Linked DNA regions of Gasterosteus aculeatus: region 1 is linked to region 2. Evidence: chromatin contacts called from public Hi-C data. All regions are on one chromosome and are shown on one strand. Each heading gives the region's core, a stretch centred on a gene start, on an enhancer-like site or on the middle of the called end of the contact. The rest is flanking DNA. Distances are from core to core; before and after follow the strand shown.

Region 1 (5,923 bases), core at 1,258-3,757, 310 kb after region 2:
CCAAATAATTGGAATTTCTAAAAACAATGGTTTCCTGACTTCTCCACGACCCCTCACCTTATCATTCAAGGGTCGTGGAGGCCTAAACTTGAACCCATCTTACTCCAGAACATTTGGCTGGCTGCCACCTCAGGTTAACCCCACAGCCAGCGGCCCGAGTTACAGGGGCCCCGTCAGTCCCACTCAGCGGATGTGCTGGGATAAGCCCTCCCACTGGACTGCTGTTGCCTTTGGCTTCCTTCCGCTCCTGCTCTTTGCTGTGGTTTTCTAACTCGGACGGCGGACATTTGCGCGGAGATAAAAAGCTAAACACTAATGATGGGTAACTGCAGGAAACTTTGCACCTCCCCCAATACAACTAGATTAACAACCGGTGAGCAATGCACACTGTCGGCACCCATCATTGGAAAACACAAAAGGACCCCTAACGGAGTAAGGTCTAATAACATCAGCATGCAAGCCTGTGGCTCCAGCTCGGTACCAGGGAAACAGCAGCGAGTTACCTTGGTTACAGATCTCTTTCACTATCTCCATCTAACGACCTGCTGTCTTAAAATGGGGGCTGAGAGTTGTTATGGCAAAATTTTAATGGATTTTGGGTCGAGTAGTTTGAATTTGAAAGAAATGAAGGACATCCTTCTGCCTTGCAATGATTGTGATTTAACATGTGTATAGTTTTGTGTTTTCATTCAGCTTTAGGTTATATGAGCAGTCAGAGGGTATTACTAACAGAACACACTCAAAGATGAATAATACAACTTGCAAATTAATGTGAATTCATTTGGACCGAATTTAGAGTACCAGCAGGATGGTCAAGATTGTTGCAAGGTGAAAAAAAGGTACCGTTCAGTGGAAACAACAGTGAGTACTGAGGTAGGCCAACTTGCTTACAGTGAAGGACAAACTTAACAGAACAATCTTAATTGTATAAAGTGACAGATGCTAAATCCCTGAATATATGTGACCATTGCTGTGCCCACGCTTGTTTAAAAATTAGGTGCACTGCGGTGCATTCTACTTAAGATAGAAAGCAATATTTCACAATTTCTGCCTCTTTAGGCAAGTAATATTTTGAGTGGAGCAGTATTTAATTCATTTAAATTAAATTTAGGAGCATCACATGAAGAAAAGCAATTCACATCAATGCACACAGTAAACCAGTGTATTATTAAATGTTAAATTTATCAGTGTTCCACAGTTAGTTTCAGAGAAAATTAATTTTCTGAAGCCTGTGGGCCATTCCGGACTCGAAACATTGATTTTCCATTAAAGATCATGTTGCCAATTTCTGGTGTACAATCAAAGGTTTGTCAAACCCCTGGCGTATAAGGTTCAGTCATTCAGGGAGAGAAGATGCAATGTTTCTTCTGTTTGCACCGTCTAAACTCTTTTTTGAAATAATAGTGAATGAAATGATGAGACCAAATATGAATAATCTGAAGACATTAACAGCTCGATTAGGATCAGAATACATCACAGAATATCCCCTGCAGAACTGCCAAACACCCTGCCGCTGACTGCTCCCTTTGCCATGTGTTGGGCTTTACTCAGTTAAAGAAGACATTTTAGTTTTACATTTTTAAATTTTCTCTCCTTCTTGATTTTTCCCTTTATAACTGTATTATTCTCTTTGATGTTAAAATGAAAAAGGAGCACATTACTTAATTATTCTACAGAGAACAAACCTTTGATTTTAGCTCTTCATCAAGCAAAGGTTGTCATTTTTTGCTTAAAGTCACAGAGAGAATTTTAATACCTTAATCAAATTAATTGGACTTCAATCATAAGTCGGGTTTGCTGAAGAATGCATTATATGGGGAACAGAATGCATGTGGGGCTAGGCATATTTTCTATCTCCAAGCAAGTGTTTTTACCATATTTATTCAGGCTCTCTTTTTTGGAATGACAAAATCATTTTCTAGCAAACTGAACCTCCATCCTCTGTGCAGCCTGTTGAAAAGGCTGCATGGCACAACGTCATCTCTGAAAAGGGTTTTAAAAAGCACCGCCATTCAGAAATTGGATCTCCCATTTGTAGCTCATAGTTATCACATTTTATAGAAGATTATATTCAATTTTTTTTGTGGACAAAGGTTTGTTCTGAATTTTAATTCTGTAAATTTTCACTGATTTTTATGAGTCAGTTTTCTATTTTTGTACCAATAGATTCGATAGAACAACAACAAGACACTGCAATAGATGCTGGAAGCGTTTGGCTGCAGACCGTGCCAACAACATGCAACCTGTCAAATTGTGACTCAAAAGAATAAGATCTAGGATGTTGTCAACACCTCTAGGTGAAAACAATATGTGTGAAATGTAGTCCAAAGGTCCAAATCAGCACAAAGCTGTGCTTTGACATTACCTTAAACAGATGGAAAACACAGATAGTACCTCATTACCGCTGCTCAGAGAACACCACTTTCCACTCGAGAGCCGCTTCTGTGTGCGAGACAAAGAGGGGTTTGTGTACAGAGCCGCCCCCGCTCCCACAGACTAGCTGACGTGGAAGCTCTACCTGTCTCCACACTTCCTGACTCGTGCAAAATGCTGCTTTTTACCTTCATGATGGGACTGGTCCTGGATCAACTTGAGGTAATATGTGATTAATGTACCCGGAGGGCCTCATGCGAGGGACTTCTCTCTAATTAAAAGGCTTGAGCTGAATACCGGCTCCGGCTCCTGGCTATGTGGTGGAGGAAAAAGGGTTGAGGGGCATGAATTCACATGTATTCTTGGACGCACATCCATATATCATAAACACAAGCCCGCGAATGAGAAGATCACATGTATGTACACGCACAAGCATAAATGTACAGTATACGGTAATAAAAACAGGGGGAGGGAGGGGAAGCTTCAATCTCCACAGCTTTCCGAGAAAACAAGAAAAGCCTCTTTGTTTTTCAGTTCGACAGCCGTGCATTTGGATTTTAACCACGGTTGGCGGCTTTTACATTTGAACCAGCATTTATACAGAAGCACACACACCGAAGAAACAGAAACATAACGGCAGCCTTTAAAATCTATACTTTTACTGATGAGAGGCCGAGACCCTGCCCGGGATCCGTTTGACAGACAGCTGAGTTGGCCGGCAAGAATATTGCACGGGTGGAAATACTCTTTTGCGTCATAGCATTTGCCTCAAGTCATTATTATGAAGACGAAAGGCACAATGGTTGGCGGTGTGTTTCTGCTCTGGGGCCGTGTTATTAAACATCATTAGACAAGCAAATGTGACGGGCGATGAGGAAGACAGCGCACCAAAGCCCACCCGAAAAGGAGTCCTTCAAAATCCCATCTCAATTCACTTTTTATTTATCTGTCCGCTCAACTTCGAATCCAATTCCAGCAGCAGTATTAAGCTGTCAGTTATGAGTGTGGCGCCACAGACTCGGAGGGAGACAGACTGTGGGTGAATATGTCATCAGGCCTATAGCTGGGAATGGAAACATGAACATTTAACAATAAGCCACTTGCAATTTTGTTTTATGGCGCTCCCGTATTTATACTTTTCCCACATGTCCCTGGCTTTTAAGTCACTGTTGTAATTTTTCAAAAAAATACTCTGTTCTTTGCTGGGAAGGAGCCGCTTCCCATCGGCTTGCTCCTCTCTGCTGTCAGTAGCAGTTAAGGATTAACAGAAGCATATTACCAGGCCATCGACGATGCAGAAGACAGAAAATAGAGACCATTTGGTCGCCTTATATTCCCACATGGAGTCATAATCAGAAGACAGGGGCAGGTCTGTTCCGGTTTGGGGAGATCACATTTCCCCCATTTATACATGTTTAACCCGGTTTCTGTGAAAGTAGTGAACGACTTTATACACTAGAATTAAAAGAATACAAAATGAAAAAAAAAATGTTGTGCTTCATGTTACCAAGGACAGAGAGGCAGAAATGACTAAACCATATGAAAGGATGTTTTTCTTTTCATCAAAATGTATTATTACTAATATTATAACCAAGTCGCGCTCCTTTGGCGTTATTCATGACGAACAGGACACTTCCTTGACCACCAGACGTCACTTTTCAAATTGTGAACAGTATTTTGTCCTTTTGGACATTTGAATAAGTGATTTTATTTCTCTAGAAAGAGTGGCAAATGGACCACTTAAAGCTATGCTAAGCTAGCTGGAAGAGTTGCTAGTTCAACATGTTACACCCGGTGAAATTCTGCCTCTAAGATGATCAAAAGATGACCACCTTCTTGATTTATCCTTTTATAACTTTATTATTCTCTTTGATGTTAAAATAAAAAAAGGAGCACATTACTTCATTATTCTACACAGAACAAACTCTCTTTTTTGGAATGACAAAATCGTTTTCTAGCAAACTGAACCTCCTTCCTCGGTGCAGCCTGTGCAGCCATGTGCTACATGGCACAACGTCACAATCTTCAAAAAGGGTTTTAAAAACCACCGCCATTCAGAAATTGGATCTCCCATTTGTAGCTCATAGTTATCACATTTTAGAGAAGATTATATACATTTTTTTTGTGGCCAAAGGTATGTTCTGAATTTTACTGACTTTTATGAGTCAGTTTTCCATTTTTGTGCCACTAGATTCGATAAAATAACATTAACAATTAAACAGTGTCTAAAATACATGTTTTCAAAAGTGATTACTCAGTACTTAAACGTACGTAAATTTTAATCTTTAGAACGAAAAAAAATCATTCATTTAAACATTCATTTATCGCCATTAGAGATTAATTAATTTAAATATGTGCAATTAATTAGTTTTAAAAAAATGTTTAATAAATATACATAAGATATCAACATACCTGATCCCGAACTTCTCCTTTGATTAAGGATTAAAAGTTTGAGTTTTCATTACCATACGTGGATAAAGAATCACCCTGTAGGTCAATATGCCAACAGGTCTGGTCATGAATATGGCAATGGTTGGACATATTTGAGCGAGACAGTTTGTTCTTCAATTGGTAAAGAGGGACATCTTGTGGCCATTTAGCATAGTATGTGAGCGCATGACATGTCATCTAATGTAATGTAATGCCGACATAAAGTGGACCTAAATAACATGCTTAAATAACAGCTCCACACAAACAGCTGCCCTCTACAGGTGGACACCTGGAGCCATCTCACCGGACGGCTGTGATAAATGTGTCCTTGATTCATTCACAGCATCTCGGGCCTTTCCTCCAGCTACAGGCTGTCCATTGCATCATTTGTTCATAAGAGGGACAGACAGCCGGACACCTGATGATAGACTTGCGCCCTCTCATGGGCGAAACATGCACTTCTTCTTACATTTTTTATTTTTCACAAGTAGGCACTGCAGACGTTTTAATGCACGGAGGATTGAATGCTGCGGATGTGAAAAGGGATGCAGCCATAGAAGTGTGTCACTTTCCCTACTGTCCATCTCTGGGTAACCTTCTTTCTCTCTATATTTATTACCTCACTAAAGGATGTAAACATGATTACACACACACACACACACACCCACACAAATGGCGCTATTGCACATATCCAATCTAATCAACATACCATTTATAGCAGAATGCTGTTTGATATAAGTCCCAATTTCCTAAAAAACTTGAATTATTTGGTTAATCTTTCCCAAGGTAATGAAATGATCTAACATTGAAAATGTAATATATGGTTGTAGTCTTGCGGATTTTGAAGAGTGGATTGACGATTTACCATTTTAAAGTTACGACAGTGGAAATAATATGACTTCTTTCTTGTCTCTCATATGTAATTTCCTCACCCCGCGCTTGAACAGGAAGTTGAGCCATATTGACAGCCTTATGTCAGCTCTTATTTCTCCCCTGAGAGTCGAGGAGGGATGTCGGAGGAGTCATGGGTCGCCTGGCAGGCAAGTGTTTTACCAGCCGCCCCCCCCCCCTGATCGTTACAATGATGGAAACACTGAGTAGACACTTATCACATAATTTA
Region 2 (5,413 bases), core at 2,436-4,935:
CACAAAACCCATCTGCGACATTCATTGAAAATAGCTGAGCGTAACAGCTGTTTGTTTATTTTCGATTTTGAAAATTAAAACATCGCTCTACAGATTTGCATCGAAGAGCGAGGACAGACACACACACACACACACAGGAAATGTGAAACGGAAATCTCTTAAGACACAAATGAAGCTTTCGTAAGTACAACAAACAGGGATCACCCTGCGAAAAACCTTTGCCTTTAAATGGAGAAATTCAGAGTAGAAAAGGAGCTGAAAAAACGCAGGAACTTCCTGTGCAAGGGAATAAAAGTGATCACGAGGTTGATATAAGTGGACCAATTGCCAGGACACACACATTCCGACACATGGCTGACGTCAGCCTCTTCGTGATGCCTCATTTGTTTTTGTTAGAAAAAGGCGTGAATTGACCCTTGATGGCCCTTTGGGTGGCCGTGGGAAACCACTTCCTACAAAAGCTGTCAGCTCTGTCGTTGGGGACGCCTTTTCTGCTCAAGTTGACAGTACTGTTTATGGCACAGAACTGGCACCACCTGAGCAGCACACAGGTGCGCACAGTCAGCAAAGCGAGCATGGACGTGAGGAGAAGGCCACGAGGCCACGAGGAGAAGGCCATGAGGAGAAGGCCACAAGACCACAAGGAGAAGGCCACGAGGAGAAGGCCACGAGGAGAAGGCCACGAGGCCACAAGAAGAAGGCCACGAGGAGAAGGCCACGAGGCCACAAGGAGAAGGCCACGAGGAGAAGGCCACGAGGCCATGAGGAGAAGGCCACGAGGAGAAGGCCATGAGGCCATGAGGCCATGAGGGTGTACGCTTGGCCTTAGGAAGTGGCATCTGTGATGCCCGGCTCTTTACCAGCAGAGTGACTGCATGAAACCCCGTCTTTGTGTCCCCCTGTGGTGAAGGGCTCATCAGGGATGAGGTTGCTGGTTGAGACATATCCAGCTCAAACTGGTATCTGTACGCCCCCCTCCCCTCCCCCCATCTGCCGTCCCCAGTCACCTTCAGCACAAAGCACCGAGGAGGCGTCCGCTCCATCAGAGGCAAGTGTGCACAGAGCTGGCAAGTGGCTCGTGCGGTAAGCTGTAGCTCAGCTTTCACAGCTGGGATGAAGGTCCAAAGGGAGGACCTAGCAGCCAGTATCCAGATGGGCACAGCCCCGTCTCACAGCTGTGTGGACATGGCTAAGGCCCAGGCGAGGCAAAATGGTGTGGAGAAAAAAAATGTCCACGGCAAAAGCTTAGAGGGTGGAGCCGGCACGATGTAGAACAATGAGAGCCAGAGGCTCCAGAAGTGGTCTGGCTAATCCAACAGCATTGTGCCTGCAAAGCGTTTCAACAGATGGGACCGGAACAGAGGCACTTAAATGGAAACAAAACCCCAATTCCTCTTTTCTTGATGAACAAAACAAGATTAATATGCTGTAACAAAATCAAAATGTGACAGTACCTCAACATCAGATTAGCAACAGAACAATATTAACACATCCCCTTAATCCACAGCAACAGAAAAACAATGAATGAAAAAGAATAAAAAGTTCAAAGATTGCGAGCTTTACTGCGAGCCGATTGACTAACAGCAGCCATGTTTTTATGGCTTTTATTATACCAACGATTAGTGTCTGGCTCGGCGAAAAGGAGAGAATAAAATGCCGGACTATGTTCGGCCAAATACCTCAACATTGATGCTATAATATCGGAGGGTTAACCGATAAGACTTCTGTAATGTGGATTAGGTAGGAGGGGTGTGCGTTGTGTACATGCTACAACTTTGTAGCAGTACAATAATACTGTACAAAGATTACAGCCAAACAATGAATGATCGGACTCTGGTGCTTCACTCACTCGTCCGTTGGCCTCTCCCTTCCACCAGCCCTGGTCTCCACCGATCTTGCTGTAGATCTTGACGATGTCTCCTTCCCGCAGCGACAGCTCTCTCATGTCTCGTGCAGCAAAGTTATACCTGGCAATGGCCGTGCTGACCGCCCGGGGCGTGAACACTGAAAGCAGAAGCAGCAGGAGCTCAGTCACACAGCCGGAACGAGACGGAGTTGAAAGGTCATGCTGGATATCCCTGTAATAATTAGTTGTGAATGATGATGAGTACGAAGATGGCCGGTTTAACAAGACACCGTGTAACCACGCAAAGACAAATGAGCTCGATGGGAGAGGACAATTTGTTTCCTCATGAGGGAGGAAATTGGTTTTCTCGACGTGATTTAATGAGTGGTGCGATAACGGGAAGAACTGATATGTTGTAGTTAATGAAACATGCGCCATGGAGAAGAAGCAATGACATCAAGATGATGAAATCCCGTTCAGCGAGGAGCAGGTTGACAACAAGAGCAAGAAAAGAAAGGAAGAACCGAGTACCTGACCAAAATGGAGCGGAACTTTGGGAAGAGAAGTTGAGGCCCTGCGGACTGAGGAAGGAGAAGTTGTAGGAGGCGCAGGTGGCTGCTGAGAGGAGAAGAGAAAGGCGAGGAAATAAAGCGAGAAACGCAGAGCTGGAGCCACAGAAGTAGTTAAAAAGGAGCAAATGTCAGTCGGCTGGTCATGATTTTGATTGCTTGAATGGTGTGATTGAAAACGGCAAAAAGTACAGACATTTGTGGAAAATTTTCACATCAATTGTGCAGAATTACAGTCAACATGAGTGAATGTTGAGTTAAAATGGGTCACCGCGTTGTCTTTGCAGCACATTTTGCCTGCTGTAAATTTGCATATCTCTGCACAGCCTCCTAGATAAGGTTAGTCCAGACTCTAAGTACATACTGGTGCAGACGGCATTGCTTTAAAATGGGAGAAACTGATGGGATTGGCCTCCAGTGTTTATATTATATTTATTTCCAATGCAGACGAAACGGGAGGGAAACCTTTCGCCTGTAATGGCCGGTTCTTCTTGCAGATCAAACCAAGGCAGACACATGTAGAAGCATTTAGACAGACCACAGGCCTCGGCGTCAGATGACAAAGGCCTGCTTTTCCCCTTTCTCTCTACACCTATTTCACAAGTCTTCTCTGCCTTATTCTCCCATCCTCTGTGTACGAGAGAGGGAGTCACTGGCCTGGGGAAGAAAGGAGCGGAGTGCAGACAAAGAGAGCCAAAGGGTCATATTAAGTTGCCCCGTTCTTGCTATATCGACAGCTAACATGGCAAAATGGCATGCAGCTTTGTAAGCCTATTATAACATGTATTAAGTCCAATTAGTTCTGTTATAACCATTGATGGAAGCAGTCAGATGAATACTGTGACGTACAATGTGCCGTTATTTTGTGCCGTTTTTTCCCCCAGTTATCCGATCAGATTTAGTTAGGGCATTCCCCTTAGCTCACCCCCCACTATATAAGCACGGACGTACTTCAGTTTGGCTTTGGAAAGGTTTCATAAGGAGGGACACGCACTCAATACAATTACAGCTTGGTTTATCCATGAACCCAAATTGCATCAGGGTGGTGAAGAGAAAGCGCTATCATCACACGCTATGATGATACCTGATGAAACGCTTGCCCGTGGTTGAATTCCCTCTGCCAACGCGCTTATTGACTGATTCATCAGCTCTCATCAGCGCGCTGTGACTCATTCAGTGAGTGACTTGCAGCACTAATAAAGTATTCACTGTGGTGAGGCGGCGGACTCATCCTGGCTGATATTTGACACCTCACTGGAGATTCTTTCCGCTCTTTGAGTCTGCCGCCCCAGGCTACCTGCTGGGGGAGAGGAATATTTGGAATGCTTACCTGGTGAGCGTGTACTGGCCCGCGTTAGAGAGCGCTCTCTTGATTTGTAGGGGTATCGCAATGTGGTGTCTAACAACTTGAAGCTTTCTTTCAGGGAATGGGCCTGGTAGTACTCCACCAGCTCCTGTTTTGATACACAGAACGGGAGGATTCACACATTCATCTGATCACATGTTTTTATTCTCTTCTATGACATCAAGTAACTGGTCCACAGTTGGTTTAAATATATGACTTACCAAAAGACTCTCAAACTTCTTGGCTTCAGTGATGTGAATCCAGCTGTCTTTTTCAACGACTTTGATGTGTTTTACTTCATCATTAAATCTGTAAAAGAAATATTGATCTTTTGTAATCAATTGCAAAACAATGTTTCTCATTGTTATGTTTTCCTCTTATGTGCCTTTAGTGTAAAAGTGCTGAGCTGCTGTCGACAAATTAAAAGTCATTTTCACAAGCCGAGGTCGACGGTGGGACATAGATTATTTGTCTGAAGGCTGGTCCCTCAAACACTTTGCAACTGTCCTAAAGACTGAAGGAGAAATGTGCTCAGAATGACGGCTCCTGTAAGAACGCAAACATTTATCTTCGTGAGGTTTCCTCTCGGAGCAAACACATACAAAAAGGAGAAGCAATTACCGAGAGGTAATTAGCTGCAGCAAAAAGAAGCTCGGGGGAAATGCTGACTGGAGCATCCCTTGAGAATTTGCATATCCCACGAGATGTGGATTAAAAAGCCTCCTGTGAGATTCTCGTTCAGCTGCACGATGTGAAACACTCACTTGATGCTGATGGCAAACCTCTCCGCCTCAGCCGTCCTCTCTCTGATAAGGTACGTCCCGCTGCTGTGAGATTTTAAAAGGTTATCGGCCTGCTGGCGCTCCATGTTCCCTGCGAACCTACAGAGGAGAAGAGAATAGAAGTTGCATAATCCAATGACATGGTGAAAGCTTTACAAATTGTTGACATCAAACAACTACGCGGTAACTGATCTTTTTACTGCGGACATTGCTCGGGGTGAATTCATTTTTAATTGAACAAGCGCATAAAGTTAGAATTAACATGAATAAATGTGAAGTAATTAAAGGATATCGACCCGAGGACAATAGCATTATATAGTGTACATGAGGATGAAGTGCACAATCTTCAGAAGTTACGGGTCTTACCAAGGATATCCATAGTAGTCTGATTCCCTTGAGCACTGCCGGCCCGATAGTGTCTGAAAGGGCTGTAAAAAACAAAAGACACTGCACATTTAATAGGTTATTAATAGAATAAAGCATTTTAAGTGTGCACTAAAGAGGAGCAGGCCCTCGGCAATCAAACTGCACTGCATCGAATGCCTCTAAATGCAGAACCCTTGGATTACTTACCTTCGGGTCCAAACAGGGTTTTACACAGGAACTGGGGAAGAAGCCACTCTTTTGTGTTTGTATCAGCTTTCCCTGCAAGACAGCAGCGCAAGGAATCTGTAATTACCTTGAGGCAATTAACTGGGCTTAACATGATGCAAACATGCATTAGAATATTTTTAAAAAGGAAACAGAAAAATACTTTATCGGACACCATCATGACACAGTGATGCCAGGTGTTGCGTCTACAATAAAATGAACACATCGGTCGGGAGCCGTCAGGTCTATGAAGAGAGTCAGAGGGACAGTTGCTGTGCAG

What was found. A called contact is a pair of places that touch in the nucleus more often than the background predicts.
Region 1: a contact with region 2 is called in a Hi-C map of tail fin, with 2.3 times the contacts expected there. The contact joins two enhancer-like sites. A contact is called at or near these places in 3 of 6 Hi-C or Micro-C datasets (skeletal muscle, tail fin and whole body).

Annotation. Positions count from the first base shown.
Region 1 is chr14:13,539,629-13,545,551 of fGasAcu3.hap1.1, forward strand. No RefSeq gene overlaps it. Among protein-coding and RNA genes, the nearest start is that of rxraa, 60 kb to the left of the region's middle. Within about 2 kb of position 2,508, at least 2 of the 9 cell types and tissues checked have open chromatin away from gene starts, as enhancers often do.
Region 2 is chr14:13,231,841-13,237,253 of fGasAcu3.hap1.1, forward strand. vav2 (vav 2 guanine nucleotide exchange factor) reads right to left here. Exons shown (of 29, transcript XM_078088241.1): 22 at 5,116-5,187; 23 at 4,909-4,970; 24 at 4,525-4,641; 25 at 3,982-4,069; 26 at 3,746-3,869; 27 at 2,378-2,464; 28 at 1,850-2,004. Among protein-coding and RNA genes, the nearest start is that of LOC120832357, 19 kb to the left of the region's middle. Within about 2 kb of position 3,686, at least 3 of the 9 cell types and tissues checked have open chromatin away from gene starts, as enhancers often do.